Linked DNA regions of Zea mays: region 2 is linked to region 1. Evidence: chromatin contacts called from public Hi-C data. All regions are on one chromosome and are shown on one strand. Each heading gives the region's core, a stretch centred on a gene start, on an enhancer-like site or on the middle of the called end of the contact. The rest is flanking DNA. Distances are from core to core; before and after follow the strand shown.

Region 1 (3,875 bases), core at 853-3,352:
AGAGGTATTCAGGTAAGAAATTAAGAATTAATCTCTTTGGTCTCAAGCTTCAAAGAATTTTAGGTAATAAAATTAGATTGAAAGAAGTACCTCTCTTTGCAGAGCCTCATCAAGTTCCTGCTTATCATCCGGAGTGATATCTTTTGAGTAGAGTTGAACCAAACAGTTGCGTATCCTGATAAGAATATTGGGATCAAGATTAAAGGCTGAACGAAGTTGTGCATGTCAACTACAATGCACTGGTTGGCAAACTAACCTCGAGTGTTTCTGGAGCAGTGACCTCCTCACAGACTGTGTTGGATGTGCAGTCAAAACCAGATCAACAGTCTGGCTCTTGAGGGCATCAAATACCTCAGCAGGTGACTTCTTCAGGTCAACAACAAGCCTCTTAAGTGTTTCCTCAATGTCAGATTCTGTGATTGCCGAGTTCTCATCAGCAAAGTCTCCCTTCTTGAGCTTGATTCTCCTCCTGTAGGCTATCTGGACTTCCTCAGCCAAGTTGGCCAAGTTAAGCATGTGCGAGAAAGACTTAGCAATCACGATAGAGTCCCCAGGATCCAAGCTTGTTATCATCTTCCCGAGTTCATCAAGCTTTTGCAAGTCATGTTTTGTTTCATACTCAGCAGCTACCTCATAGCATTCTTGAACCTAATCAGCAAGAGGACTCAATTAATGACCATACATGATTAACAAAGAGAGAAAGAAGATAGGTCTGTGTCTGTTTCTGGATTTTTTACTACCAGTGACCGTACTCAATCCACATATCAATCCCAAATAAATTTACATATGCTATAGTATTGCTGCCAACTGGCCATGTCAAATAAATTTAATACGGTAAGTCACACTTACTGAACAATACAAGAACTTAGCCTTATTAGCCCACTTGAACGGAGGCTTTATTTTGATCCAAGATTTTTCATAGTTTGCCTATTAGCTGACTGTCATACGTTCTAGGTGTCCATGTTCTGTCACGGAAGGTGTTAGAAAGATAACAGGGGTTCACGTGCTACAGGGGTTAACATGATATGCCAGTTCTAGAAGAAGCTCTGAAATCAGCTGTAAAGTTTAAGTTGCTGGAGCCTGGGGATAAAGTCTGCCCAGTGCCCACTATGTGTTGCCATCGAAAAGGAAAATGAAAAGTCAAGCAGTCAAAGGATGTCGTGGAATCTGCAGGTTTCATTGTTTCAATCAATCAATCGGTCCAAAGTCAGTTAATGGACCAGGAATATATATAACAACTAAAGATCCACACTTGTTACAAATGGATTTTCCACAAATAAAGCCATGTTTCTACCGATATGATTGAGATTAAAAATTCGAACCTATCCGACCAATCAATCAAAAGATCTGTGATGGTCAGTCTCCTTTACCACTGAAAAAAGAAACCAATCTTTGAGCAATAACGAAAAAAAAACAAGGAACACTAGGAACGTGAATCCAGCACCTAGTCATCCACTATGTTTTTTATATTCTAAAAGAATACTATTCTTGTCCACACCAAATTAAGCAGGAAATCAACCGCCTTGTATTTAAACCTGAGGTGTGGACTCTGAAAAGAAAACAAAGAAGACCTTAATTTCATGCCTTCTTTTTGACTAAATATTGATACTTGTTCACTGTTTTTTTTTCTCAGGAAAAAAGAACGAAAAGTAAAATATATATATGAAATACAAAATAAAGGTAAAATAACAGGTACAGGACACATGACTGAACTAGATTACTTGGATCCAACCCAAGATTAAAGCTGCACCGCAAGCCCGAGCCAATAAAACAAAACACAATAGTATAGGAACCAGTGGGGACACGTAAGTTGCAGGAAGAATAGGTACCATTTCCTTGAGGTCGTCGCCATGGAGGTCCTGAAGGATGTCGAGGAACCGATCGAGGAGGAGAGCGTCGTACTCGATGAGCTTATCGTCCTCCGAAACCTTCCCCGGCACCAGCATCCGCAGCTGCGCGTCGATCGACGACAGACGCTCCATCTTCGCCCCTAAGGCAGCCATGTCGGCCCCCTAGTCCCCAATGCTAAGCGCCGCGGCAGTGGATTCGGTTCAAGAGCTGAAAGCAAAAACCAAGCAGGAAGGAGAGGAGCCAGGAGAGGGCAGAGTAGTACTTTAGTAGGAGGAGCGGATTCTGGCGGCCACTTTATAGACGGAGGAAGGATGGAAAGCATTAGGCTGAGTCCAGTGCACAGCCTCCCTCTCGCCACTGCCACGTCAGCTCTCGCCTCCACTCTCGCCTCTGCTGCTCCAGTGCACAGGCTGCAGCAGGCTACAGCCTCAGGCTATAGCCACATCAGCTTTTCTATTTCAGAATTAAGTAATTCACGCGGATTTATTTCAACGCTCAGAAAACACACAACATAATATTTTTATTGAATTAAAAATTACAAATTGCGTAATAATTAAAATAAAATTACATGACGATTTAAAAATACATAATAATTAATAGAAAATTACATAAATCTAATGATTATTATGTCCCCATACATGTTCAACCAAATCATTTAGTAGTTGTGTATACATCGATGTGTCCGTCATCTCGTTGTCCATTTGAATCCTAGCTGCTAGGCTCGGGGTTGCATTGTAGTAGATCGACGGGCCGACTGTAGAATCAACTGTCTCATATGTCTCGTCTAAATCGGCATCACGCTCGTCATCGATGATCATATTGTGCAAAATGACACATGCACGCATGATCAAACCAAGAGTACGTTGAGAGTAAGAACGTCCAGGAACTGCTATAATGTTGAACCGAGATTTCAACACTCCAAAAGCGCACTCAACATCTTTGCGCCATGCTGCTTGAGCATTTGTGAATAACTGATGTTTCTCACTTTGTGGAAGCGGAATACCCTTGATGAACACCGGCCAGGAAGGGTAGATGCCGTCGGCAAGATAGTATCCCATATTGTGTTCATGTCCATTAACCATGAAGTTCACTATGGGTGCTTGACCTTGAAGGACATCCTTGAATAATGGCGACTGATTCAGTACGTTAATGTCATTGTTGGACCCGGCCACCCCAAAAAAAGCATGCCAGATCCACCGATCATACGATGCAACAGCTTCTAAGATGATGGTGGGATGTTTGATATCCCCCCTTGTGAATTGACCGGCATGGGCGACCGGACAATTCCTCCACTGCCAATGCATACAATCGATACTTCCTAGCATGCCTGGAAAGCCACGCTCTTCTGCTTTTGCTAGTAGACGCTGAATATCCGCGACATTTGGTCGACGACAGAACTCCTCCTCATAACAATGAATGATACCCTCACAAAACTTCTCTAGACACTCTAATGCAGTTGATCTAGCTAGCTTTAAGTACTCATCTATCGAATCTGCAGCGGATCCATAGGCTAACAAGCGCAGAGCTGCGGTGCACTTTTGTAGGGGAGAGAGCCCGAGTCGACCCAGAGCATCTTCTCTTTGGGTGAAATACGGAGAGTATTCACCTAATCTAAGCATAATACTCAAAAAAAGTTGTCGCCTCATGCGATACCTACGCCGAAAGTAATTTGGAGGATACACACAGTCATCGGCGAAGTAGTCTTGATGAAGCCGATCATGGGCAGACTCACGATCACGATTGATGTAGCGTCGACGACGCTTGGGCCTGCTCGACGACTCTTCATTGAGGTTGAGCATAGCCTCCTCCATGGCTGCTTGCAATGCATTGCACATTCCCCCTTCGGCTCCTTCACTTGAGTTTGTGCTCGAGGAAGACATGACGTGAAGATGAGTAGAAAAGGCGAGTTTGGAAGAGAGAAATGAGATGAAATGGTGTGTGAAATGAGCTCCACCCGGGTAGGGATATATATAGAGGGATTGGGGATGAAATTTGTAATTTTTTGCAATTTTTTTCGAATTTTT
Region 2 (3,875 bases), core at 384-2,883, 310 kb after region 1:
TAACCATAGAACTCATAATGGATGTCAGAAATGCAAAACCCATTGCAGGTAGTGAAACTCACCTATATGCTGAAACTACAGCATCCTCTCCAACTGTGATGGCACAGTAGTGGCGCTGACTTGACTGCCCAGCAATATAAAAGCAGCTGAATTCAATATAATCGTGGCTTCAGAAAACTTCCACTAAAGGTAGCTTTTAAGAGAATCAGGATATGATAAAACCAAATGGCAAAGGCATAATAATAAGTTTATGCAACAGTTATATCTACCAACAATAGAAGAATGATAGTCAGTAAGTCACCTGAAGTTCTAACAAGGGAGGTGGCATCAGACCAACAATTGCAGCATCAGCGCATGAACTGAACTTGTTTACATTCCAAATCTGAAAGGGTATTCGTCCAAAAGTTTCCTCATCCTCAGCATCTTGCTCTTCAAACTTATCTTTCCACAGGCGTGATTTTACATCTTGAAATGCTTTTTTAAGAACGTTCTGTGAGCAACCAAGAATTCAGTTCTTATCCTTGAACATGCACAGAAAGCCTGATCATCACTGGCGTCTGAGCACAAATTCTCTGTTTCTTATATAGAGATAATAGAGACTAGAGAGTGATGGTTTCACACAAACCTGAAGGTCAGCACCATCAAAGCGCGCGATAACACCAGGAAACACTACAGAAAGTTCATCTGAGCCTGAATCTTCCCAAGCGTTCTCCTTCCTCTCACGAAAGTTGAGTTTCAGTATCTTTGCAGGATATATACTCTGAAATAACAATTCAAGGACTGCACTATTACCATTTACCATGAAGGCATGAAGTAACAAAAACAAATATGCATATTTGCTAACGCTTAGAGATAGACAGCATAGTCCATAAAAGTAGAAGGCATCTAAGCAGAACATCTTCTATTTAAAACAACCACCTTATACTGAAACTACATTCGGACTGTACTGCTAGAACTCACACATTTGAAGATTATATTTGGAACTTACGTGATCCTACTAAAAGTATTTTGTCATGTGAACAAGTTTTTGAGCTTTTCTCACTCGAGCATGATATAGCAAAACCGGGCAAAAAACAGCCTGATATTCTTAAAAATTATGAGAATTATGACAAATAGCACCAATAATGAGAAATAATTCTCAGAACGCTGTATCTACGGAGATCCAGATGGATAGGATCTTACGAACGACCTGCTTGTGCAATAGATCGCCTGCGAGCGAGTAGAACAGTAGCCACCCAGCGTCCGTGCCGATCACCACGGACACCCCCTCCTCCCCCTCTGCATCGTCCTCCCCGGCGAACGGGACCCACTCAACGGCGGAGATTCGGCCCTCGTCGGGCCCCAGCGCAGGCTCCACCGTGACCCCGCCGCCTCCACCTCCCGCCACCGCGACGATCACGAGCACGGAGTGCGCCGCGCTGGCCACGGCGAGAGATCGCGCGCGGGGCCCGAGCGAGGGGAGGATGGCGGGGTCGTCCAACCACCCCTCCCTCTCGCCGGCGCCTGCGGCTGCGAGGTCCGCCGAAGCAGAGGCGAGGAGGGCCACCTCCGCCAGGTGGTGGCCCCGTGGCGCCATAGAGATGGACGGAGGCGAGCCGAGATCCCGCCCAAGCTTCAGAAAATTAAGAAGGTTGTGGAGCGGAGATGCGCGCGATTCGACGAGGAAGGCAAGACGACATACGCGTGTGGGTTTTTACACACACACCCTTGGCTGAATATCGGGTTTGCGGTTAAAGCCTTATTTGGATGCGAAGTCTCGAAGTATTGGAAACGGATGTGGAATTGGAAACGAGTAAAATACGTTTCTGGTCGTGTATCTTAGGGGATGTTTAGTTAGTGATTAAAATTAATTGAGACATTTAAAAAACCTAACTAATTTTTTTATAAATTAGTTAATAGTTAGGTAGCTATTTGTTAGTTAGCTAATTTTACTAATAATTTTTAGCCAACAAACTATTAGTTATAGTGCATTCAAACACTCTCTTAGACTATAAACTTTTAAAGTATTGTGTTTTAAAAGTTCTATTTATTGTTAGGGTCTTTCGTAGATCTAAATGGATTGTGGTTTAACCATACATCCTAGAAATAGATCCTATATGTCATGTGGATCTCGATGTTTTTTTAGAAAACCGTTCACCCTACTGAAATTTCTCGGCGACAACATCTTCCTGACCTCCTGAGCATCACCTTGAGCCGCCTGGACCCGGGGCCAGCCATGATGGCCCCGTGTCCTACAGGTTGGAGCACTCGTCGGCAGCAACAGGGTTCGGGTCGTTGCTGTCACTGCAGTAGCTATGCAACTTGCCCACCAGGCACCAGGTGCAGGCATGGAGCAGGAGCTGGAGCAGCGAGCGTGGGTGCGCAAGCGAAAGGATCGGTGCTGAAGCTTCTTCAATCACTTTCGTTGCTTGCTGCTTGGTCATTAGACCTGCGGTCTCGGCTTTGTACCAGGGGCGGACTCAGCATAAAACGGGAGTGAGGGTACAATTGTGAGGATGAGTACCAAAATAATAAAGCGAGTACATCCAAGTTAGGTTAAACAGGAGATCTAATGGTGAAAATTGTACTCTACTATTTACGGGATAAAGACGAGCGCACTCCAACCAACGTAGGTCTGCCCTGCTTCGTACAATCATATCCACAGTAGCCCGTGGACTCGCCATGGACGCCCTCCAGCACCGTACCACCTCCGTCGTCATGTCGTGTACCATCCATCGTCCTCTCGTAGCCTAGGTCTCCTGAGTTCCTCCCCGCCGCCTGCAGCACCACGGCCCTTGAACTTGTGTGCCTCGACATCGTCGAGGCAGAGGCACATGACGTGGCGAGCGACTATCTGGTCGCCCATGGCCACCGCCGTCTCCTAGTCCAGGTAGCTCTGTCGTAGCGGGCGCCCTCGGTGCGGTGCCATACATCGAGAGTCTCCTAGTCCAGGTAGCTCTGTCGTAGCGGGCGCCCTCGGTGCGGTGCCATACATCGAGAACGCCGCAAAGGCCATCGCCAGTAAAGATGGCAACGAGTAAATTACCCGCAGATACCAGCTTGTATTGCTTGCGCTCGCAAGCCAAAATTCGCGCCCGCGCCCGCACCCTTCACGGGTAAAATACAATACTCTTCCTCTATCCGCGGGTAAAGCATGCCCACGGGCATGCCCGTTTACTCGTTAGTTTTATAATAATACGTATATCAAATCACAAACATATACATGGGCACAAACATATACATGTCACACTCGCGCACAGGAACGACTAGATCTGGATCTGGCCGCGCTCACGCACAGGGGTGTCGCACTTGCGCACAGGAGCTGGAGGCGCCGCGCGCTTGAGCCGAGGAGGCCATGCGAGCGAGAGGCGCCGCACACTCATGCACAAGAGCTGAAGGCATCGTGTCGCGTGATTGAGTCGGGGATCCTCGTGTTCGCTCACAGGATTTGGAGGTGGTGAATTGGCAGGATCTAGGCGCGCACAGGAGCGACGGTGGATGGGATCTGGTGGAGGCGTGGAGCTTCCTCTCAGCTCTTGGGAAGAAGACATGGAGAGACTCTAGTAGTGGGGGGAAGGTGGAGTGGACTGTTGTCGCTAGGAGACACAACAACACAGGGTGACGACTGGCGCAGGTGAGGTGAAGCTGGGTGGGTGTAGGATCTAGGACACCGGGTAGAGGGGGTGAATAGACGGTTTTGACTAAAATAAAATACACTAGAGAAATTTAATCAAATCAACAAGAGATATAAAATTACTAGCCTTGATGAGTCAACAAAATATAATGAACAGTTTAAGCTAACACCACAAAAGATAGTTAATATACAAATTACCAACTACTTGCAAGTAATGTATAAAAGTTGAGAGAGTGACACCGAAATTTATCTCGTGGTATCG

Evidence for each region. A called contact is a pair of places that touch in the nucleus more often than the background predicts.
Region 2: a contact with region 1 is called in a Hi-C map of endosperm, with 2.4 times the contacts expected there. The contact joins the promoter of LOC100272859 here to the promoter of LOC542393 in region 1. A contact is called at or near these places in 8 of 25 Hi-C or Micro-C datasets (bundle sheath, ear, endosperm and 3 more) and 1 of 3 datasets of contacts at active chromatin or transcription factors (leaf).

The regions. Positions count from the first base shown.
Region 1 is chr7:90,708,720-90,712,594 of Zm-B73-REFERENCE-NAM-5.0, forward strand. LOC542393 (phosphoenolpyruvate carboxylase 4) reads right to left here and starts at 2,103. Exons shown (of 10, transcript NM_001111968.1): 1 at 1,830-2,103; 2 at 257-648; 3 at 91-175. The coding sequence starts at 2,003. It overlaps LOC109940864, which reads right to left. Exons shown (of 1, transcript XM_020541201.2): 1 at 2,176-3,875. The coding sequence starts at 3,731. The coding sequence ends at 2,466.
Region 2 is chr7:91,018,135-91,022,009 of Zm-B73-REFERENCE-NAM-5.0, forward strand. LOC100272859 reads right to left here and starts at 1,634. Exons shown (of 8, transcript NM_001147312.2): 1 at 1,190-1,634; 2 at 626-760; 3 at 302-490; 4 at 63-124. The coding sequence starts at 1,576.